Regions from separate parts of the Macaca mulatta genome. Here region 2 is linked to region 1. A link is a contact called in public Hi-C data. All regions are on one chromosome and are shown on one strand. Each heading gives the region's core, a stretch centred on a gene start, on an enhancer-like site or on the middle of the called end of the contact. The rest is flanking DNA. Distances are from core to core; before and after follow the strand shown.

Region 1 (4,414 bases), core at 742-3,241:
CGTGTAGCTGGAACTACAGGCATGCACCACCATGTCCGGCTAATTTTTACATTTTGTAGAGATGGGGTTTTGCCATGTTGCCCAGGCTGGTCTCGAATTGCTGGGCTCAAGCAATCCTCCTGCCTCGACTTCCCAAAGTGCTGGGATTACAGGTGTGAGCCACCACGCCCAGCCTATCTTTCCTTATTTCTTAATGATTTATTTGGGACTTTCTCATTCGTGTTCATAACTGTCTTGTCAAGGTTTTAGAGATTTTGTTGTGGTTGTTGCAGGATGGAGACATGTCTTGAGGGTAGAGCCAAAGGGCAGGTTAATGGACTAGCGGTGGATGAAAAGGAAGGATTATGGGTAACTCGCAGGTCACGTACTCAATTCCTCAATGTTTGACCCTCACCTATCCATGAGCTCTGTCATGGCAGAAACAAGATCTGTCAGGGTTCTTTGTGTCCAGCAGGGGCTTACTTGCTTCTCCAAGAAATACTCAAAAAGTTGCTGAATTAATCAACAGTTGCCAGAGTCATATACAGGCTTAAAGTTCCCCCTAATCCCTTTGGCCCTATACCAGGGTCCCTCAAAGGATCCATGAGACATGGACTGCTGGCTTTCCTGGAGAGCCCATCTGAAATGCATTCATCAAATCCACCCAACAGATCTTTACTAAGCACCTACTATGTGCCAGGCACTGTTCTAGAGGTTGGAGACACAAACAAGAGGAAACAAGAAAGACAAAGAAAGACAAAACCTCTGGCTTGATTGAGGTGACATTCTAGTGGGGGAGATAAGGAATGCATACATCGAAAATGCGATATGCAGACAGTGATGTGTTAAAGGGAAAAATAAAGCAGAAGACAGAGAGAACCGTGTGTGTGTTTCGGTGTCAGTTACAGTTGTCCATAGGGTGGTAGTAATAAAGGCAAGAACTTTGAAATCAGAGGGAATGGCCCAGGCAAAGATAGCAGGGCAGTAACATGCCTGCTATGCTACAGGAACATGAAGTAGGCCAGTGTTACTGGAGTGAAGGGCAGGAGGAAAGAGATGAAGTCACACTGGTATCAGGGAACCAGCTCTGTAGGACTTTGCAGGCCTGCTTTCTACCTGCTGCAGCCTCACTTTATTTTTTACAGTGAGGTGGGAGTCAGGGAAGGGATCTGGGCAGAGGAGGGAGCTGATCTGACTCAGGTGTTCACAGGCTCCCTCTGGCTGCAATCAGGGAACTACTAAGGACAGACTGGAAGGTTTTGGGGGAGACGCGATCACAAGCTCAGTTTCGGATGCTCTGAGTTTCAGATGGCTCAAATGCGTGGGGAGGGCAAGTGGGCATCTGTAGGCTCTTACAGAGCCTGCACCGACTTCACTTTTTACATCCGTTTCCCTCTTCGTCTCGCTTCGTTCGCTACCTGTAGTTAATCGTCTACTCCTGATGTTTCCCACGCCAGCACCTTTGCAGGTGCAGTGGACACTGCCGGGAAGGCCATCTCCTCACGTTTTAACCCCACTTCCTAACACCCTCAAGCGAGACCAGAAGGCCCGCACAGCTTCACTAAAGCTCGGGCCCCGCCCCTCCCAGGGTCCCGCCTCCCTCAAGCCCCGCCCCGCGCTGCGCTCACTTGTAGAAGCTCACAGGGCGGTTGTCTGCGCCCAAGCTGCCCGCAGTGTTGGAGCAGTTCGGCGCCCTGCAGTACTTAGGCATGGCTGTCCAGCCCCGTTGAGTTTTGCCGGGTCAGCAGCTGCACTTTGGTTCTCGTGGAGCGCCGCCGAACCCCGCCCCGCCCGCGCGCTCGCCGCCTGCCTCACATGACGTCCGTGGAGACTCGTCACGTGCCGGGGAGAGCGCTGAGAGCGCCTGGCTATTAGGCGCCCCTCCAGTGCCACAGTCACGCCCTCGTCACGTAGCGAATTGGCTATAGCGAGAACTGTACGCCTGCGCAAAGCCTGCCCTTCTCCACCCCGACTTTCATCACGTGTTGGGGAGAGGGGCGGCGTCACGTCGTTTCTGAGCCTGCGCCAACCAAATCAACTGGCCAGTCAATCTCTTACGGCTCCACCCTACGCCTATATCCGGGCGACCGTCGGAGCGCATATAGTTCCTCTGGGTGGCGGCAAAAACCGAGGTGAGGCAGCTGGGGCCTTAGCCTCGTAAAAGTTAAAACCTGTATGTTTCAGCGAATAATGAAAACGGAGTCTGGATGAAAGACCCCACGACTCTTGATCAGGTATCCAGTACACTAGCCGCCCAGCCAGGCACTCGCTCCGCCTCTTCGCTCCCATTGGCCCTAAGCGCCGCCCGGCAGCCCTGCGGTTGGCCAGGCCGGGCCTGTGGTGTCCAATAGGCGGCGGCGCCGGCTTTCCCGCGGCTGTTTGCTGTTTCAGTGGGTTGTGGCGGTGGCGGCGGCGGCGGTTAAGGGATGTAACGGTCGCCCGGCTCCGGCGTGACGATGGCGGCCGTAGGGTCCGGAGGCTGTGCGCGGAACGATGCAGGGGAGAAGCTGCCCTCTGTCATGGCGGGAGTTCCGGCGCGGAGGGGTCAGTCCTCCCCGCCGCCCGCCCCACCGCTCTGCCTCCGGCGGCGGACGCGACTCTCGACGGCCTCCGAGGAGACGGTGCAGAACCGGGTGAGAAGCTGCTCGTCATGTCTACCCCAGTTCCAGGCCTCCTGGGTTTCCCCTAGTCCCGTCCTGAGAACTGTGGCCCCGACTATCAGTCCCTGGCCAGTCCCCTCAGGCTGTTCCCTCCCTGGCTTCGTCCCCTAAGTCCCGCCCCTTTAGCCATGGCCCCTCCCACTTTCCCTCTCCTCGTTGCATTCCCGGCTCCACCCTCAGCGTTGGAGTAATTCCTGGGTTCCTCCCTGGTTCCCACCACTGGGGAATGCATTTTGTTTCTGCAAATCACAGCCTAGTCCTCCTATACTTTAACCCCCGTTCTATCGCCTTTAGACGTCACGATCATAGCTCACTGCAGCCTCACTGCCCTGGCCCCCGCTGGGTCATTAAGGTCCCTTCGAGGGTTTAGTCCAGAGTGTTACCTGCCCCAACTCTTCCTCGCTTCTACCTCGCCTTCTCTCACCTTCTGCGGTCTCTATCCTTTTTCCTCACCAAGGTGGGGATTCTTAATCCATATTGTCATTCAAAACTATGACAAAGAAATCTCCGCAGTGCTGCCTGGGGAGGAGGGCGCACAGAACAGTTCCCTAAATTTTGAGACAGAAACACAGAAGGAAATGATTTCACAGTAGGTAGAAGGAATTCCATTAGCACAGCGGCAATTAAAAAAAATTGTTTTCCAGCTCTGTAGGCACAAAATCTGTTTTTATAAAATGGAGATGATAAGAACCATAGTATTGGTAGGGCGCGGTGGCTCACGCCTGTAATCCCAGCACTTTGGGATGCCAAGGTGGGCTGTTCACCTGAGATCAATTCAAGACCAGCCTGGCCAACATGGTGAAACCCCGTCTTTACAAAAAGTACAAAAATTAGCCGAGCTAGCACACTCCTTTAATCCCAGCTATTCAGGAGGCTGAGGCGGGAGAAATCCCTTGAACCCAGGAGGCGGAGGTTGCAGTGAGCTGAGGTCACGCCACTGCACTCCAGCCTAGGCGACAGAGTAAGACTGTCTCAAAAAAAAAAAAAAAAAAATTATACTATTGCATTGGAAAGAAGTGAAATTTTACTTGTGATCTTCTTGGCACAGAGTCCAGATAAAGGGAGGATACCTGGTAGCTGCTGGTGGAGCTTGTTCCTGCCCCATGACTTTCTCCTGCACTGTGGTTATACTGCCCACTCCTGGCTATAGGGCTCTGGCTGTACCTCCCATGTCCTCCCTGTCACCAACGTTCAGTCACACTGGCCTGCTTTTGGTTTTCCTGAGGCTCCATATTCTTTTCTGCCTCCTTAGCCTGGGCTTTTTGCTGCAATCTACCTGGCTGGCTCCTTCCCATCCTTCAAGTCTCAGCCTGAATGTCGCTATCTGGAAAGGCCTTCTTGAACCCCATTCTAAAGCAGACACCCACCTTCATCTCTCACCCAGCACCCTATACGTCATAGCCTTTATCTTATATGTTCCTGAAAGTGCCTTTTGAGCTATTAAACTACATATAACAATATCAAATTCAGAGAGGCATTATAGCAAGGTGGCTAAGAGAACAGACTGGTATGGTTGGACCCAGGCAGCCTGAGCTTAAACTTTAGTCCTGTTCTTCCTGGTAGTTTATGAACTTTGCTTTTTCTTTTTCTTTTTTTTTTTTTTTTTTTTTTTGAGATGGGGTCTTACTCTGTCATCCAGGCTGTAGTGCAGTGGAGTGATCTCGACTCACTGCAGTCTCAGCCTCCATGGGCTCAGGTGATCTTCCCACCTCAAGTCTCCTGAGTAGCTGGGACTACAGGTGCATGCCACCATACCTGACTAATTTTGTTTTGTT
Region 2 (4,414 bases), core at 1,062-3,561, 60 kb after region 1:
GTTATACGATTCAGGCTCCAGATCGAAGGGCAAGGGAAGGCCTCCCTCTCCATCCCCCAGGGGACAGAGCATCCTGGTGAGGGAGGGTGGGGACAAAGGTGTCTGGCCCATGTCTGCACGGGGTGAGGGTAGCAGATGGTGCGTCATGGGTGGAAGAGTCTGAAGAGCTCGGAATAGGGAACGCAAATGCTCAAGGCTGGAAAGCAGGGTAGGGGCGCTTTAGTCCAGAGCCCATTGCCCTCTCTGTCCAGCCCTCCCCTCTGCGCCCATCTGTGCAGGGATCCGGCCCTTCCGCTGTAGTGCTTGCGGGAAAGCGTTTACGCAGCGCTGCTCCCTGGAAGCTCACCTTGCTAAGGTGCACGGGCAGCCGGCCAGCTACGCTTACCGCGAGCGTCGCGAGAAGCTGCACGTGTGCGAGGACTGCGGCTTCACCAGCTCCCGGCCGGACACCTACGCACAGCACCGCGCCCTGCACCGCGCAGCCTGATACGGTGTGCCAGCGTCCTCCCCAAGAGGCAAATAAACACAGGAAACTCACGCATGGAATCTGGTGTTTATTACACTCGGGGGAGAGGGGAGGTCACTCGGTCCAGCGGTGGCCACAGTGTGGGGCTGTGCACACGTAGTACAGGCGCATAGCATCCTGGCAGAAATGATGCATGGTTAGGAAGGGTTTGGACCCAGGAGCGCCTCACCCCAAAAGAACAGGCAAGAGAACTTCACCAATACGTAAGGGTCCGGCCCAGAGTTCCAAGAAGCGCTGGGTCACCCATATTGATATCCCCGCCCCGGGGAAGGACCAAATAAGCCCCAGATACTTAAGAAGCCCTCGTGCCACTTACCTCGGCCCGGGCACTGTGCGACTGGAAGAACACAGCCTCCTTATGGCCACACCTGAGGGGGTGGGAGCTCGGTCACTGGAAGCTTGGCAACCTTCCCTCCTCCCTTCGCCCAGTGAGAACGAGCCTCACTTTATCTCCCCAGTACCAGCTGAGCGCTCACTTTTGGCACGGGTGGTCCTCGGTCCGCGGCAACGTGGGGTCCTGGGACACGTCGGCGATAATCTGGGTCAGTTCGCTGCAGGCACGTGGGGGTGCAAAATGACTCTCCGACCCAGCCTCCAGAGCCAACACCCCCGCCCCCAGCTCAGGGCCCGCCACTCACTCCACTTCGTGCGTGATCTTGTTGACATAGATGCAGCTGTTGTCGGCCTCCTGCTGGTAATCACAGTTCCGGCACTGCCAGAGGGCGAGTGTGGGGGTAAGGGAGTCATGGCGGGATTCCAGATAAGACTGGGAGGAGAGGGCAGGGTGATCCCGGAGGGTATGACGACAGGACTGTCTTTGGTGATGGGCAGGAGAGTCAGGATCACTTGGGGTGCAGCGGGGGGCGAACAGGGAATCCGGTCACAGAGGCAGGGGGCAGGGCGGGGCCACTTGTGTGGACCGGACGGGGAAGACCCGAGCGCTCACCGCGTATAGCAGAATGCGGTTCTCCTTGTCTTCCTTGGGGTACAGCATGTTGTTACTACGGGGAGGGGGACGTGCCAGGGGTTAGTCCTGGAGCCATTCCTCGCCCCCTTTCTAACATCACCCGCTCCCTCCGCCTCACCATTCCTGGCAGAAGCGAATACCCACGAAGCCCGGTTCGTAGGTCCCGTCGGGCTCCATGGCGACGCGCAGCCCGCCCAACCTTCTGCGCTTGCTCCGCCGCGCTACAGGTCGCGGGAGGGGCCAGGCCTAGGTGCTTCGCCAAAAGTGGGCGGAGCTGCGCACACGTGCTGGCTACCCGCGGCCTTGGGCGCGGCTCTCTCCGCGCAGAGGTTTCATGGCTTGCGTCAATCTTTTGATATCCTAGAGTAATTGCTTCCAATTTTTGGGCATCGCCGCCTTAGTTTACAGAATAGTATGGATCTGAGTGCCAGAGCCAGGAAAACGATGCGCACTGTAAGCCGCAAAACGCTGAGCACCCAGGAAAGAAGCCATGGCGCTTGACTTGGTTGAAGGCCAGCGCGCATGCGCGAGTTGCCCTTCGCGCACTGAGAGAGCTCTTGCCAGTCCTCCCTCCCGGCTTCAGTCTTCGCCGCTTGCTGTGGTCCTTTCCCGGTCGCTATTGGAAGAACCGTGAACTATGGAAGGCCTCTCTGGATTGGCTGGGCTAGCCTAGGAATAAGGAGAACCCTCTTTCTGGCGGTGGGGAAGGGACGGGGGCGATTGGCGGACGCTCCTGGCAGGAGAGCGCGGATTGGTCAGGCCCGGAACAGGAGGCGGGGCTGATATCCCAGCAGCGGCGGCGGTGGCGGCTGCGGAGCGACCGCGCTGCAGGCCCCGGCAGGGCGCGGCAAGATGGAGGTGACGGGGGTGTCGGCACCCACGGTGACCGTTTTCATCAGCAGCTCCCTCAACACCTTCCGCTCAGAGAAGCGGTACAGCCGCAGCCTCACCATCGCTGAGTTCAAGGTGTGGCCATAGGGGCGGGGTCCGGAGGGGCGGGGCGAAGAAGAAATGGGGGGGTTCCCCAAATGGGGAGGCGGGGAGGGACCGGGGAACGACTGGGCGGCCCTGGAGGTGATCCCAGGCTGCGGAGTCTGGGAACTCGGTCGCGGCGGAGCGGGTCCGGAGAGAACCCGAGAGTGAAGAGACGAGGGGCGGGTCCAGCGAAAAATCCGACGGTCCAGAGGGCGGGGGCAAGAGGCGAGGGGCCGGAGTGCGGCCCCGTGCGTCCTGACTGGGGGGTATTTTGGAGGAACAGGGACGTGGCGATGGTCATTGATGCAAGGGGCGGGGCCCCTGGCCTCCTTCTCCTCACCCTGCCTCCTCCTCGCAGTGTAAACTGGAGTTGCTGGTGGGCAGCCCTGCTTCCTGCATGGAACTGGAGCTGTATGGTGTTGATGACAAGTTCTACAGCAAGCTGGATCAAGAGGATGCGCTACTGGGCTCCTACCCTGTAGATGACGGCTGCCGCATCCACGTGAGGACTCTACCTGGGACACTTCCCCGCCCCACCATTCATTTGGCTATTCAACAGGCACTTGCTGGACTTTGCCCTCAGTCATATGCAAGATAGGTCCTGCCCCCGTGGAGCCTCCAGTGCAGCCTGAGGAGTGACAGACCCATCTTTAGACAGGAATAGCCTAGAGTGGTTTGGGCTGGGATCAGGAAATCCCAGGGGGCTGGGGCCACCCAGGAGAGGTGCCTGACCACCTGGGACAATCAGAGAGGGCTTCCTGGAGGAAGGGATGTCTGAGCTGAGGGATGAGGAAAGGGTGACTTAAGAGAAAGAGGTGGAAAGGAGGGAGCAGGGGGTACAGAGGCCTAGAATGTCAGGTAGGTCGCAGTGAGCGACCAGGCTGGACAGCTTGGGATAAGCCAGAACACAGAGGACTTTGTGCATCCGCTCACCACGTCTTTTCTGTCTTTTTTTTTTTTTTTTTTGAGCCAGTGTCTCACTCTGTCGCCCAGTCTGGAGTGGAGTGCAGTGGCACGATCTGGGCTCACTGCAACCTTCACCTCCTGGGTTCAAGCGATCCTCATGCCCCAGCCTCCCAAGTAGCTGGGATTACAGGCGCCCACCCAGCTAATTTTTGTATTTTTAGTAGAGACGGGTTTTCGCCATGTTGGCCAAGCTGGTCTGGAACTCCTGACCTCGAGTGATCAGCTCACCTTGGCCTACCAAAGTGCTGGGATTACAGGCGTGAACTACCAAGCCCGGCCCCTTTCTGTCCTTATTCCCTCCCCACCTCACTCAGTCTGTAGCAGCCACATTGCTCTTTGCACATCCCAGGTGAGCACTGCCTCTGGATCCTCTACTTGAATGGTTCTTTTGTCATATGCCTGCGTGCCTCACCCTTCCTTCCTGTCTTAAAGTGTCACCATTCTAGCGAAGCCTTCACTGGCCTCAGTGTTAATGTTCACCTCATTCTTTTTCCCTTCTTTGCTTTATTTTAGATTTTTGTGTTTACCAATGATTCCCCTCTGACACACTCTGGATTTCTCTCATCTGGTTTATTTACTCTCTGCCTCCCCGGATTCGATTGCCCTGAGGGCAGAAATTTTGATCACTATAATTCACTGCTGTGTCCCCAGTACTTGGAACAGTGCCTGGGACAGGGAGGATAGTCCGTGAATCGTTTTTTGTTTTGTTTTGTTTGAGACAGAGTTTCCGGCCCTTGTTCCCCAGGCTGGAATCCAGTGGTGCGATCTCAGCTCACTGCAACCTCTGCCTCCTGGGTTCAAGCTATTATCCTGCCTCAGCCGCCCTGGTAGCTGGGATTATAGGTGTGCACCACCACACCCGGCTAATTTTGTAATTTTGTATTTTAAGTAGAGACGGGGTTTTACCATATTGGCCAGGCTGGTCTTGAACTCCTGACCTCAAGTGATCCGCCCACCTTGGCCTCACAAAGTGCTGGGAT

Evidence for each region. A called contact is a pair of places that touch in the nucleus more often than the background predicts.
Region 2: a contact with region 1 is called in a Hi-C map of fetal cortical plate, with 1.9 times the contacts expected there. The contact joins the promoter of TBCB here to the promoter of WDR62 in region 1. A contact is called at or near these places in 4 of 14 Hi-C or Micro-C datasets (blood, fetal cortex germinal zone and fetal cortical plate).

The regions. Positions count from the first base shown.
Region 1 is chr19:47,310,581-47,314,994 of T2T-MMU8v2.0, forward strand. WDR62 (WD repeat domain 62) reads left to right here and starts at 1,992. Exons shown (of 32, transcript XR_001441414.3): 1 at 1,992-2,612. THAP8 (THAP domain containing 8) reads right to left here and starts at 1,790. Exons shown (of 4, transcript NM_001194201.2): 1 at 1,608-1,790. The coding sequence starts at 1,690. It overlaps LOC144337424 (a long non-coding RNA gene), which reads left to right. Exons shown (of 2, transcript XR_013410532.1): 2 at 323-1,718.
Region 2 is chr19:47,369,764-47,374,177 of T2T-MMU8v2.0, forward strand. It overlaps TBCB (tubulin folding cofactor B), which reads left to right and starts at 2,312. Exons shown (of 6, transcript XR_003725091.2): 1 at 2,312-2,459; 2 at 2,827-2,970. POLR2I (RNA polymerase II subunit I) reads right to left here and starts at 2,126. Exons shown (of 6, transcript NM_001266627.1): 1 at 1,612-2,126; 2 at 1,473-1,527; 3 at 1,165-1,238; 4 at 1,003-1,077; 5 at 843-894; 6 at 536-643. The coding sequence starts at 1,670. The coding sequence ends at 581. OVOL3 (ovo like zinc finger 3) reads left to right here. Exons shown (of 4, transcript XM_015123733.3): 4 at 279-537. The coding sequence ends at 487.